3 separate regions of the Mus musculus genome follow, and all the other regions are linked to region 2. Evidence: chromatin contacts called from public Hi-C and HiChIP or PLAC-seq data. All regions are on one chromosome and are shown on one strand. The core of a region is the stretch at or near the end of the contact, and the rest is flanking DNA. Distances in the headings are between cores, read along the strand shown. Region 1 overlaps Grik4 (glutamate receptor, ionotropic, kainate 4). Region 2 holds the start of Grik4 (glutamate receptor, ionotropic, kainate 4). Region 3 overlaps Grik4 (glutamate receptor, ionotropic, kainate 4).

Region 1 (3,213 bases), core at 287-2,786, 220 kb before region 2:
TTTCTCTAAGCCAAGTCTCACTAGACTCTAGAGATAAATATTTTTCTCTGAAATTTCCTGGCTTGGGGCCTCTGGGAAAAGACAAACACAGACGTAATACATTAAGAGGTCTTCCAAGGTATCCAACGGAGAGCGTCTAGTTTACTAATGAGCTTTGGAATCATATGTTAGGTACAGGGCCCCCTGGGTCCTCAGGATGGAAAGTCAAGGCAGACAGCCAAAGAGGTGGGTGGATAGGCGGCTCACAATCCTGTGTGCTCCACCAGCCATGGTCTGCTTCTGCTCTTAGTGTGGTCTGGGGGCAGAGAGGGTATGGAATTGAGTAGCAAGGAATACCCTAGAAAATGGGTGATAAGGGGCCACCTAGAGGCCAAGAGAGCCTCCATGGGCATCGCAAGGCACATGCTTACTCCTTGGCTGAGGGCTAAGTTTGAATAGTTGCCTGTGGAGATGATCCCTCCAACGAGGTAGGTGCCACAGGGGTACCACTTACTCTGCACAGTTTCCCTCTGCTGTCCCTGAGGTCAAGTCCCCAAGCTGTCATGCCACAACCTGTAAGGAATTGGCCAAACCTTTGAAGAGGCCCCGTCAAGAGCCTCCAGAGGAAAGCACGAGGTTTTCTGCTTGCTTCACATGTCCTGGATTTTTGGAGCGTGGGGTGGAGGGACCTGCCTAAGATGTCCAGAGGGAAAGAATCTCATGGAAGCCAAGCTCCCCAAGCCAGTTTCTCCTCCCAGGCAATGAGCCATGCCAACAGCTCTCCTATCATTCGGGAAGGCTGGTGGCTACGCGCCCAGGAAAGAAACCAGCATTTAAATGTAGCTTTCCTCCTTTCTAGAACCCAGGCTCTATTTTGGAAGGTAAAAAAAAATAGAAGGTGAGGTCTAGCAGGTTGAGGCGTCACTGTTTCGTATCTGACCCCCAGAGCTCATCTCCCGTTTATAGTTCTGGGGGTGGACAGAGTCTCAAGAAGAGAAATGCTAGCAGCGGTACAGCTGCCTCTGCACTCAGCATACTTGGTGCCTTGAGAAGCTCCGCCTTGCATCGCCTTCCCTGTCAAACAGGTGGTACCATGATCTAGACACAGAGAAGTGTCTGAAGCAAGGAGGAGGTGGAGGTCTTGCCCCCAAAGAACCAATCCAGGGAAAATAAAGATGGGATTGGCAAAAATCCCAGGCTCCTTTCAAGAGACTATAGCATCTTTCCAAATTCCCAAGGCATGAAAATAATAGCATTGGTCCAACTGCCTGGGCGCTCAGCATCAGCTTCCCTGTCAAACCGACGGCACCAGGACCATCAGACAAACCCTTCCCTTTCCTAGTGGTCTTCTCCATTTCTCCTGAGACTGCTTCCTGTTGTCTCTGGCCTCACCAGTGGCTTCCAGTAGCCAGAGATGTGCCTCTTGTATCTTTTCAGAGCAGTCTGAGAATCCCTTACTCTACCTGGGGTAGAGGCAGCCCCGCCCATGCTGCCACTGTGTCTGAGACAGGGTGTCATGGACCACTGAGCTGGTGGGTTCACACTCAGTTCACGAGAGGGTGAACAATGAGCTGACTTTAAGAACAACACATTCAGATGCACTGAACTGAATCCTCCAGCAGGAAGTGAAATGAGAGGCCCCGGCTGTTGCCTTCGGGAGTCTGGTGCAGCAAAAAGAGACAGTGCAAAGGGAGTTGAATTATCCAAGCTCTACAAAGCCTGCAAAAAAAAAAAAAAAGGTGTAAAGTCCAGCCCACCTGTGTTACAGCCTTGGGCCTGGGCATCTATCGTACTTAGACTCCCCATCTTGTAGGTAATAAAAGCAACCAGCATTCTCAACAGCAGTGTGAGCCATCAGTGGGGACCTGGGAAGATGCTCAGGATAGCAGGAAGGCTCTACTGAGGACTATGCCTGAGGAGCCTAAGAAGAAAGTCCCCAAGAAAAGTGGCAGTAATAAGCTTGGTTTAAGAACTGGCAGCAAGAGAAATGATTGTGAGTCCTGCATGGCTCACAGACCTCACAGTGTCCTCTGGGTCAAGGCCTCAAAAGTACGGAACAAAGAACAGCCCGAGTTGACAGAGGGGGCTTCTTCGGGGTACCAGGCTCGTGCAGCATCCTGGCTTGCATCCTTGTCCTGTAGATGCTGTCACCGAGAGCTGGGGGATACTGTGTACATATCAGGACATCCCAGAGGCCTCAGGGGTGAGCAGTTCCAATGTCAAAGTGCCACTGGCAGCCACAAAGTGAAGACTATGCTGGGCACAGGATCTTGCCAGTTTTTGAAAGGGTGGGGGTACAGAGTGCAGACAGCGCAGCAGATGAGGGAAAGTATATGTTTATATAAAGTCTGTAATCGCAGCATTTAGGAGGTTAAGGCAGGAGGATTGCCATGAGTCTGTGGTCAGCCTGCACTGCATATCAATGTGAGACCCCATCTTAAACAAAACATAAACACAACCATACACACACACACACACACACACACACACACAGAGAGAGAGAGAGAGAGAGAGAGAGAGAGAGAGAGAGAGAGAGTAATTTTGAGCTGCACAGGTAAGCATTTGCCTTCTCGCCCCAGGGCAGGTAGCATAGCTCTTCTCTTGGGGAAGGCAGCAAGTTCACATTGCTGGAGAGCTGCCTGACGCTGTAGATGGGCCCTCTCTCTTAATGCCAGCCCCAACAATTAATCTTGTCACCTTGAGGGAGTCACTTAACTTGCCCAAGCTACAGTTTTCTGATAGAAATGGTGACAACCCACTAGATTCTCATGAGGATTAAAGATGATAAAGTGTCCTGAGCCAGTGCAGGGGCAGGGGGAGGTTCCCAAGCTCGCCTGGAAGGTTGAAGGACAAAGACAATCGTATCTCTGTTAGTACAGACAGCAGCAGCAGCAAGAGGCTCCAGGGCATAAAAAGCAGGTTATTTTCCTAAGTAGTTTGCACTGCTCACATGCTTACTAAACCCTTTTTAAATGGCGCTCGGTTTTCCTCCCCCAGAACTCCTGAGCCCCTCAGTGTGCTGCTTGAGATCTGCCCATTATCTGGCCTGGTGTTAGAGTGTGCTCCTCGCTGTAGACTGTGGACTGTGCAGGCTCTGCCCCGTTCACCTCTCTGTCCCCAGGGCCTGCCACAATCTCTGACCACAGACAGTCTCAATAACTATTTGTTGAGAAAATGGACTTTGACAGTCTGCCCTAACCAATTCCAAATTGCTAGAGTCCAAATTAATGAGGT
Region 2 (3,010 bases), core at 210-2,709:
CCCTCTCAAGCCACACCCCTGCAGCTCTGACCCAGGGACTACAAGGCTAGCTTTTCCAGGTGCTCCCAAAAGGGACACTACCACCAGACGACCCACTGGAGCCAAAAAGAAGATAGTTCTCTTTGTCCCTGGCAGGGCTCAGATCCTCTTGGCCAACCCTCAGCCCTCCTGCCCTGGTCTCAAGAGATACCTACTTGTCAGGCACAGTGGCCAGGCCCAGCCAGAGTTCCCCTCCTCTTTCCAGACAGCCCAGGCCCCTGGGAGACATGCCCAGAAGAGCCACTGGAGGGAGGCAGGGAGGTGGCACCGCGTGGCATCACCAGACAACAGCACCAAGAGGAAGATGGCAGCATCAAGTACAGATGCCAAGAACCACACAGCCCAAGGTCCAAGAGGGGACCAGCTCAGCCTGCATAGCCTGGCTACAGCCAGGCAACCTGGCCCGCGTGCCTTGTCTATCCCTTTGGTCGCGCCTCCCCCAACCCCAAAGCCCTGGGCCAACTCTCCCCAGGCTCCACCTCCTCCCTCACTTTCCTCAGCTCCAGGGAGCCCAGGGAGGGAGGCACAGGTGCTCTTGGCGCCTTGGACAAACCCCCTGTCCCAGCCGTCACCAGGGCGCCTTCCACCCCAAGCTGGGTCGGAACCACTCCGGCTCTGCCCGGTCCTCACTAAAGAACATCTCCTTAGCTCCCCTCCCCCTCCACTGATCCCCTTCCCCCTCCAGCGCCCAATGCAGGTCTCCAGAGTTTTTCCCTTACTTCCCACTCGGGTGAACTAGGGTGGGATGGCTAAGAGGCCCATTAGTCGCAAGAAGGAGGGTCATTTCTGATAGGACGCTGGCTTGGCCCAAAGCAAGACGGCGTGCAGGGTTGGGGGTGTGGTGGTGGCCGGAGTCCAGGGCCCGAGCAGGGGTGGTCAAGACAGATGGCAAAGAGGGAAGGGAGAAGGGGGCTCAGAAGCCGGGCTGGTCTGATGGAAGACTGTGGCGGGCAAGAGCGGCCCGTAGGAGAAGCCGAGGGTGACGAGGCGGGGTAGAATCGCCAGTGTCGGGAAGGGGCCGTCATCCCTGCAGGGGGCAGAGGCTGGGCTGGGAGTTGGACTGGGAAGAGGGAGGATCACAGAAGGAGGATCGGAGCGGAGGAGAGGAGGCGCAGGGGGAAGCAGGCAGGGATGGAGACTAGGGGAAGTACGGGGCAAGGTGGCGGGGGCTCAGCGGAGAATCCGGGGTCGCAGGCATCAGAGTGCAGGGGACTGGGCAGCTGGAGGCGGGAGCGGGGCCAGGCAGGGTGCGGGCCGCGGCCCGGAGGGAGCTAGCGGCGGAGACGTCAGAAGTCGGGGTGCGGCGCAGCCCCGGGGGGCGCGGGGAGACAGCGTAGGGCGCCGGTCGGGGGCGGCGCGGGGGCTGCTGCCCTTACCTGGGCGGCTCCGCACTCCGGGCGCCAAGCTGGGGACCCGACGTTGCTCGGCCGGCGGCCCGGCTGTTGTTTTCCCTTTTTTTTTTTTTTTTCTTTTTTTTTTTTTCTTCCGCAGCGGCGGCGGCGGCGGCTCCAGCTCGATCCGCCAGCAGCCGAAGGCAGAGTCTGTGTCCGGCTGCGAGCGAGCCGGGAGCGGGCAGCGCGGGAGGCGCGCGGAAAGGCGCTGAGGCGCCGCCCGGCGGGCAGTGAGGGAACTGCGGCGGTCCCGCACGCGGCCGGCCGGGGAGGGGGCGTCCCTTCCGGGCCGCGGCCGCCGGAGTCTCCGCTCGCCGGCGGGGTCTTTAGCTGGGGACCCGGACCTAGGTAGCCGAGCGGCGAGGCGGGGAGGCCGGAACAGACAGAGCCAAACTTGCAGCTTCCCTGATCCGGACGATCGGGAGACGGCGGGCCGGGGATGGGGGGGCTCCGGGTGGGCGCTGCAGAGGACTGACCCCCAAGTGAGGAGCTGGGGTACACTTCACCATCCAGCGCCAAGGGGCAGCCCGCCCTGGTCCGCAGGAGTTATTAGCTTGGCCTGCTTCGGTGGGCGAAGGGCGACTCCTGGTGGCGTTTTAGGGGCCAGACCTAGGGGACGAGGCGTAGAGACTGCGGCCTCCTCGGTGGTGGCGCGGAGCTGGGTGAAGCTTTGCTTTAGCAAGGCCAGATAGACCACAATGTTTCAGGAGGCCGAAGAACCACAGCTCACGTTTGGAAGTCTACTGGTTTGTGCACACAGACCTCCTGGGAGAAGTTGTCACTTTATGCTACACATAAGGAAACCTCGGCCTAGGAAAGGTGAAAGACCTAGCCTTCACCAGGAGCTGGGGGCTGGACCAAGAGAGAACCAAGCTACTTGGTTTGAGGGATCATTTGGCCACATCATAGCAGCCTTGGGGTGGGTGGGTGGGGGGCTAGAAAAGGAGAGGGCAGAGGAGCAGGAGGCCTCAGGGGGTCAAGTGACTTCCTCAAACCGATTAGTTCCTCATTTCAAACCCAGAGTCTTAGCCGTAGACAAACCCGGAAAGCATCTAAGCCAGCCTCCCAATCGTCTCCCACTCTTCCTTCACACCTAACCACCTGCTTACCCTAAAGTCTCCACGAAGGGGCTGTTCTAGGCATTCTTGGTTGGTTCTAGGGCCTGGGAGGACAATATACACGGACTACAGGATATTTGTTGACACTCCCTATATCATGCCGGGAGGGCAGCAGAGCTGAGTTACCTGCTTGGGGGGCTGGGGGGGGTGGCGATTGTGGTTGTAAGAGCCTGTTCTCTCTCCCACCTCCTCTCCCAGACTGGACTTTATGAGTGCTCTGTTGGCACAGGACCGGCCACTCTGGATAGCTCCAGTCCCTTCGGTCTTTCCTCAATCAACTGTCAGACGGATGTCAGGAACACAAGCTACCTGACTTTCTACTGACCTAATAAAACCAATCCATGAGGTTAAGTTGAATCCAACCTGCCTCAGCACAGGTCAAAGGTTTCCATATTGGATAGGATTCCATTTCTTCAGTCCAGTTTTTTTTTTTTTTAACATTTATCCTGTGTCAAGACTACA
Region 3 (3,136 bases), core at 89-2,588, 180 kb before region 2:
GGGACTCTGATGTGGGTTACTTTATCTTACATTTCCGGTTCCTCCTGCTGTCTACCTTCTTTTTTGAGACAGGCTCTCTCATTGGCTTGGAGTTCACCAATTAGGCTCTGTCGGGCAGTGGAATCCTCCTATGTCCACCTCCCCATCTCTATCTAGGATCATAGGTGTGCCTTGGCCCTGCCCAGCTTTTTCTCAGGAGCTCTGGGGTTGGAGCCCAGCTCTGCCTGCTTGCACAGGAAGCACTTCACCCTCAGAGCCCTCTCCCCAGCCTATGCTCTACTTTGGAAAGAAAAACTGAGGCTTGCTTTGCATAATCGGAAAACTGCAAAGGAAATGAGCTTTGGGAAATGGGTGAACAGCTGTCCAAAGCACTCTGTGTATGCAACAAATACTTCTAGATTGGTCTATTTGCAGGGATAGTCAGAGGGGTCATGTAAAACTAAAGTGTGGTTGTTATCAAAATCTCAGACTGCCAAACCAGATGGCATCCCATTCCCAGGGCTCCTGTCCAAATGACCTTTTGCTTTCTGTAAGCTACTCAGCATCAGCATTTGCCAAGAATCCCTTAGGAAGAGAGCTCCAAATCCTGGAAGAAGGTGAGAAGAGTTGGAAAAAGTGAGTCCAACTACCACCACCATCCCTACACACACACACACACACACACACACACACACACACACTTTTCTTTTTCTCCAGAAAGTAAAGTTTAGTGCAAGAATTGCTGGAGACAATTATCTCCTCCCTGGCTGATACCTTGTCTTATTTATCCTTACATCTCCAACATCAAATACAACCGATGCCATGAAGGAGGTGCTCCTGGGAGACAAAGGGAAGTGTGCTCCATGGGATGAGAACTGAGCTTCAAACTCCAGGGCGCTTGTTAAAATGCAGAGAACTGACTCAGACATTGGCGACTCAGTCAGCCCGAAGTCTGCATGTTTAATCAGTCCTCTAGGTAAGATGCTGAAGAGGGGATCCTTGGGCCTTCCTTTGAAAAGGAAGGAGTGAATCCCAAGCTGGTGGGCTCTCTCTCCACAGGACTATTTATATACCTCCTGCCCAGAGTCTGTCCCCAAGCTCGTGGGTTTTATAAATGTCCACAGGCCAGAACAGTAAAGGTGACAACCTGGAATTTTCTCGGGCTCTCGGCTGTTAGCAAGGAGTCAGCTGGCTTGCGGAAGTCCCACCATTGCACAGTGGGGCAGTGGGTGGGAGAGGAACATCTGTGAACAGCAGTCTCTGCACCACACCCCACGCCCAGCAGCAAAGGAAAGGCTGTTGCAGAATCTGACAGCGGAGCTCAGCCACTGCTTGCAGCCCCACACAGCTGAAGACAATTAACCTTTAGCGGGGCAGCTTCATTACCAACAAGAAGCAGCTGCCTCCAGAGCCCTGCTTGTGTTCCCTTCAGGAGCACCAAGCCGAGGGCATCTTCCTGATGTGGCTCTGGAGAAGCAAACTGAAAACAATCCACACCAGCCAGCCTACCGGCTGCCAGGCCAACACCTCAAAGCTCTGTGTGTATCCTGTCTCTGCCAGGCTGCCCAGGAGACAGATCTTGCTCCCAGCCATCCTCCCTTGTGAGGATTTGCCATCATGGCAGTGTGTGCTTGGGCTGAGTGGGAGGACGGGAAGAGGAGACTTAGCAAAAGCAACTCCATCTAGGGCTTTCCCCACCAAGGCTCCCTTTTAGATGTCAAGGTAGCAAATCAAAAGCCTGGCTGCCTCCCCACACACAGAGCAGAAATAAATCAAGTAGCCCAGGTTAGGACCCTTCCTTGTGCCTGTAGGGAAATCCATTCCTCAGCATCTCATCCGCTCAAAGGAAAAAAATCCCTTAGGGGTGCACGATGACATCCAAATATAGCATTTCTTCTGCATTGGCTGTATTTTCTCCAAATATACACAGTGTCATCTCCCAGCCTTGTGATCTTCTTATGGTGTGACTTATGGTCTGCACTGGTCACTAATAAGCTGGGCCTGTGGCTCGTCCTTTTAAATCTATAATAGAGCTGGAAATGTTGCCAAATAAAAAAATCTTGAGCTAACTTAAAGCATTCTATGATGTATTTTGTAACCTGCAATGCTCAAGCATGAGATCTGTAGATGCTGTAATGTCAAAAGGTTGGACATATTGGACTGAGGAGATAACTCAATCGATAAAGGGCTTCCCTCACAAACATGAGGTCCTGAGTTCAGATTCCCGGAGCCATATAAAAATGCTGGACATGTGGCATTTGCTTACAAGCGTCACGGTTGGACACAGATCTGGGGCTCACTAACCAGTCAGCCTAGCTTAGCTGGTGAGCTCTGGACCAGTGAGAGACAATGCTTCAAAGGAGATGGCTGGTGTCCCGAAGGATTACACCTGAGATGGTCCTCTGGTTTCCACATGCATGTGATGCACGTGTACACACACCCCCCACCCCCCCCCACACACACACATAATAAAATCAATTAATTATATATAAAAGAAATAAGGCTGGACATCCCTGATCTAGATGATCCTACATGGCTTCTGCTAGCTCAATCCTAAGAGTCGAGGCCCAATTCTGATGGGACATTTGAGTTTCTCCAGCTCATCGTGGAACCTACCACCAAGCCACATGGAGAATTTCTCAGGCCCTGGTTCCAGCAGACTCCAGCCCGTCGCCATCCCTTCTGCCAGCTGTACAAATGAGCTGTCTTGAATGAATTCTTCCAACCACCCCCAACTGGTGCTCCATGGATGCAGCCTGGATGTCCCTAGAGCCTTTCCCACCAAACTTCAACACACTAAAGATTGGCCAACTAAAAGCACAGGCAACTGTTGTTAAGCCATGACATTTTGGGATGGATTTTTACTCTGTCAAAGATAACTGAATTGGCTATGTACCAGAAGCCAGGCCTCTGGGACATTCCTCACTTAACACTTACCAGCCTGCCACCAAAAGAAGGCTCTCAGTGAGAGAGCCACAAGGTCCCACTGAGAAAGAAAACAGTATGGATCCTCCTGGGGACAAAGATCCCAGCAGAATCAGCCACAGTGGCAGGTACTTCCTCTAGCTTGCTCTCCAGTAGAATGTCTGCTTGCAGACTGCTGGTGAGGGCAGTGGATCTCAGGCAAAAGATGGCAGGTTCAGACCTTCCTTGCAGT

The links. A called contact is a pair of places that touch in the nucleus more often than the background predicts. HiChIP or PLAC-seq counts read pairs in DNA pulled down with a chosen protein or histone mark.
Region 1: a contact with region 2 is called in a Hi-C map of nephron progenitors, with 3 times the contacts expected there. The contact joins the enhancer-like site here to the promoter of Grik4 in region 2. A contact is called at or near these places in 12 of 39 promoter capture datasets (the 3T3-L1 cell line, cranial neural crest, embryonic stem cells and 7 more), 1 of 484 Hi-C or Micro-C datasets (nephron progenitors), 17 of 115 datasets of contacts at active chromatin or transcription factors (VIP interneurons, astrocytes, bone marrow-derived macrophages and 11 more) and 3 of 9 other capture datasets (adipose tissue, embryonic stem cells and liver).
Region 3: a contact with region 2 is called in an H3K4me3 HiChIP or PLAC-seq map of embryonic limb bud, with 3 times the contacts expected there. The contact joins the enhancer-like site here to the promoter of Grik4 in region 2. A contact is called at or near these places in 3 of 39 promoter capture datasets (cranial neural crest, embryonic stem cells and liver), 1 of 15 datasets of contacts at CTCF or cohesin (embryonic stem cells), 8 of 484 Hi-C or Micro-C datasets (bone marrow-derived macrophages and embryonic stem cells), 18 of 115 datasets of contacts at active chromatin or transcription factors (bone marrow-derived macrophages, embryonic basal ganglia, embryonic forebrain and 10 more) and 3 of 9 other capture datasets (adipose tissue, liver and pancreatic islet).

What each region holds. Positions count from the first base shown.
Region 1 is chr9:42,721,170-42,724,382 of GRCm38.p6, forward strand. All of the region lies in intron 3 of Grik4 (glutamate receptor, ionotropic, kainate 4), which reads right to left. Among named protein-coding and RNA genes, the nearest start is that of Gm36590, 49 kb to the left of the region's middle. Within about 2 kb of position 1,537, at least 17 of the 459 cell types and tissues checked have an H3K27ac peak or open chromatin away from gene starts, as enhancers often do. A contact at or near this core is called in nephron progenitors, where this site is marked.
Region 2 is chr9:42,942,912-42,945,921 of GRCm38.p6, forward strand. Grik4 (glutamate receptor, ionotropic, kainate 4) reads right to left here and starts at 1,460. Exons shown (of 21, transcript NM_175481.5): 1 at 1,416-1,460.
Region 3 is chr9:42,763,708-42,766,843 of GRCm38.p6, forward strand. The region is part of intron 3 of Grik4 (glutamate receptor, ionotropic, kainate 4); the gene reads right to left. Among named protein-coding and RNA genes, the nearest start is that of Gm36590, 92 kb to the left of the region's middle. Within about 2 kb of position 1,339, at least 34 of the 459 cell types and tissues checked have an H3K27ac peak or open chromatin away from gene starts, as enhancers often do. A contact at or near this core is called in embryonic basal ganglia and embryonic limb bud, where this site is marked.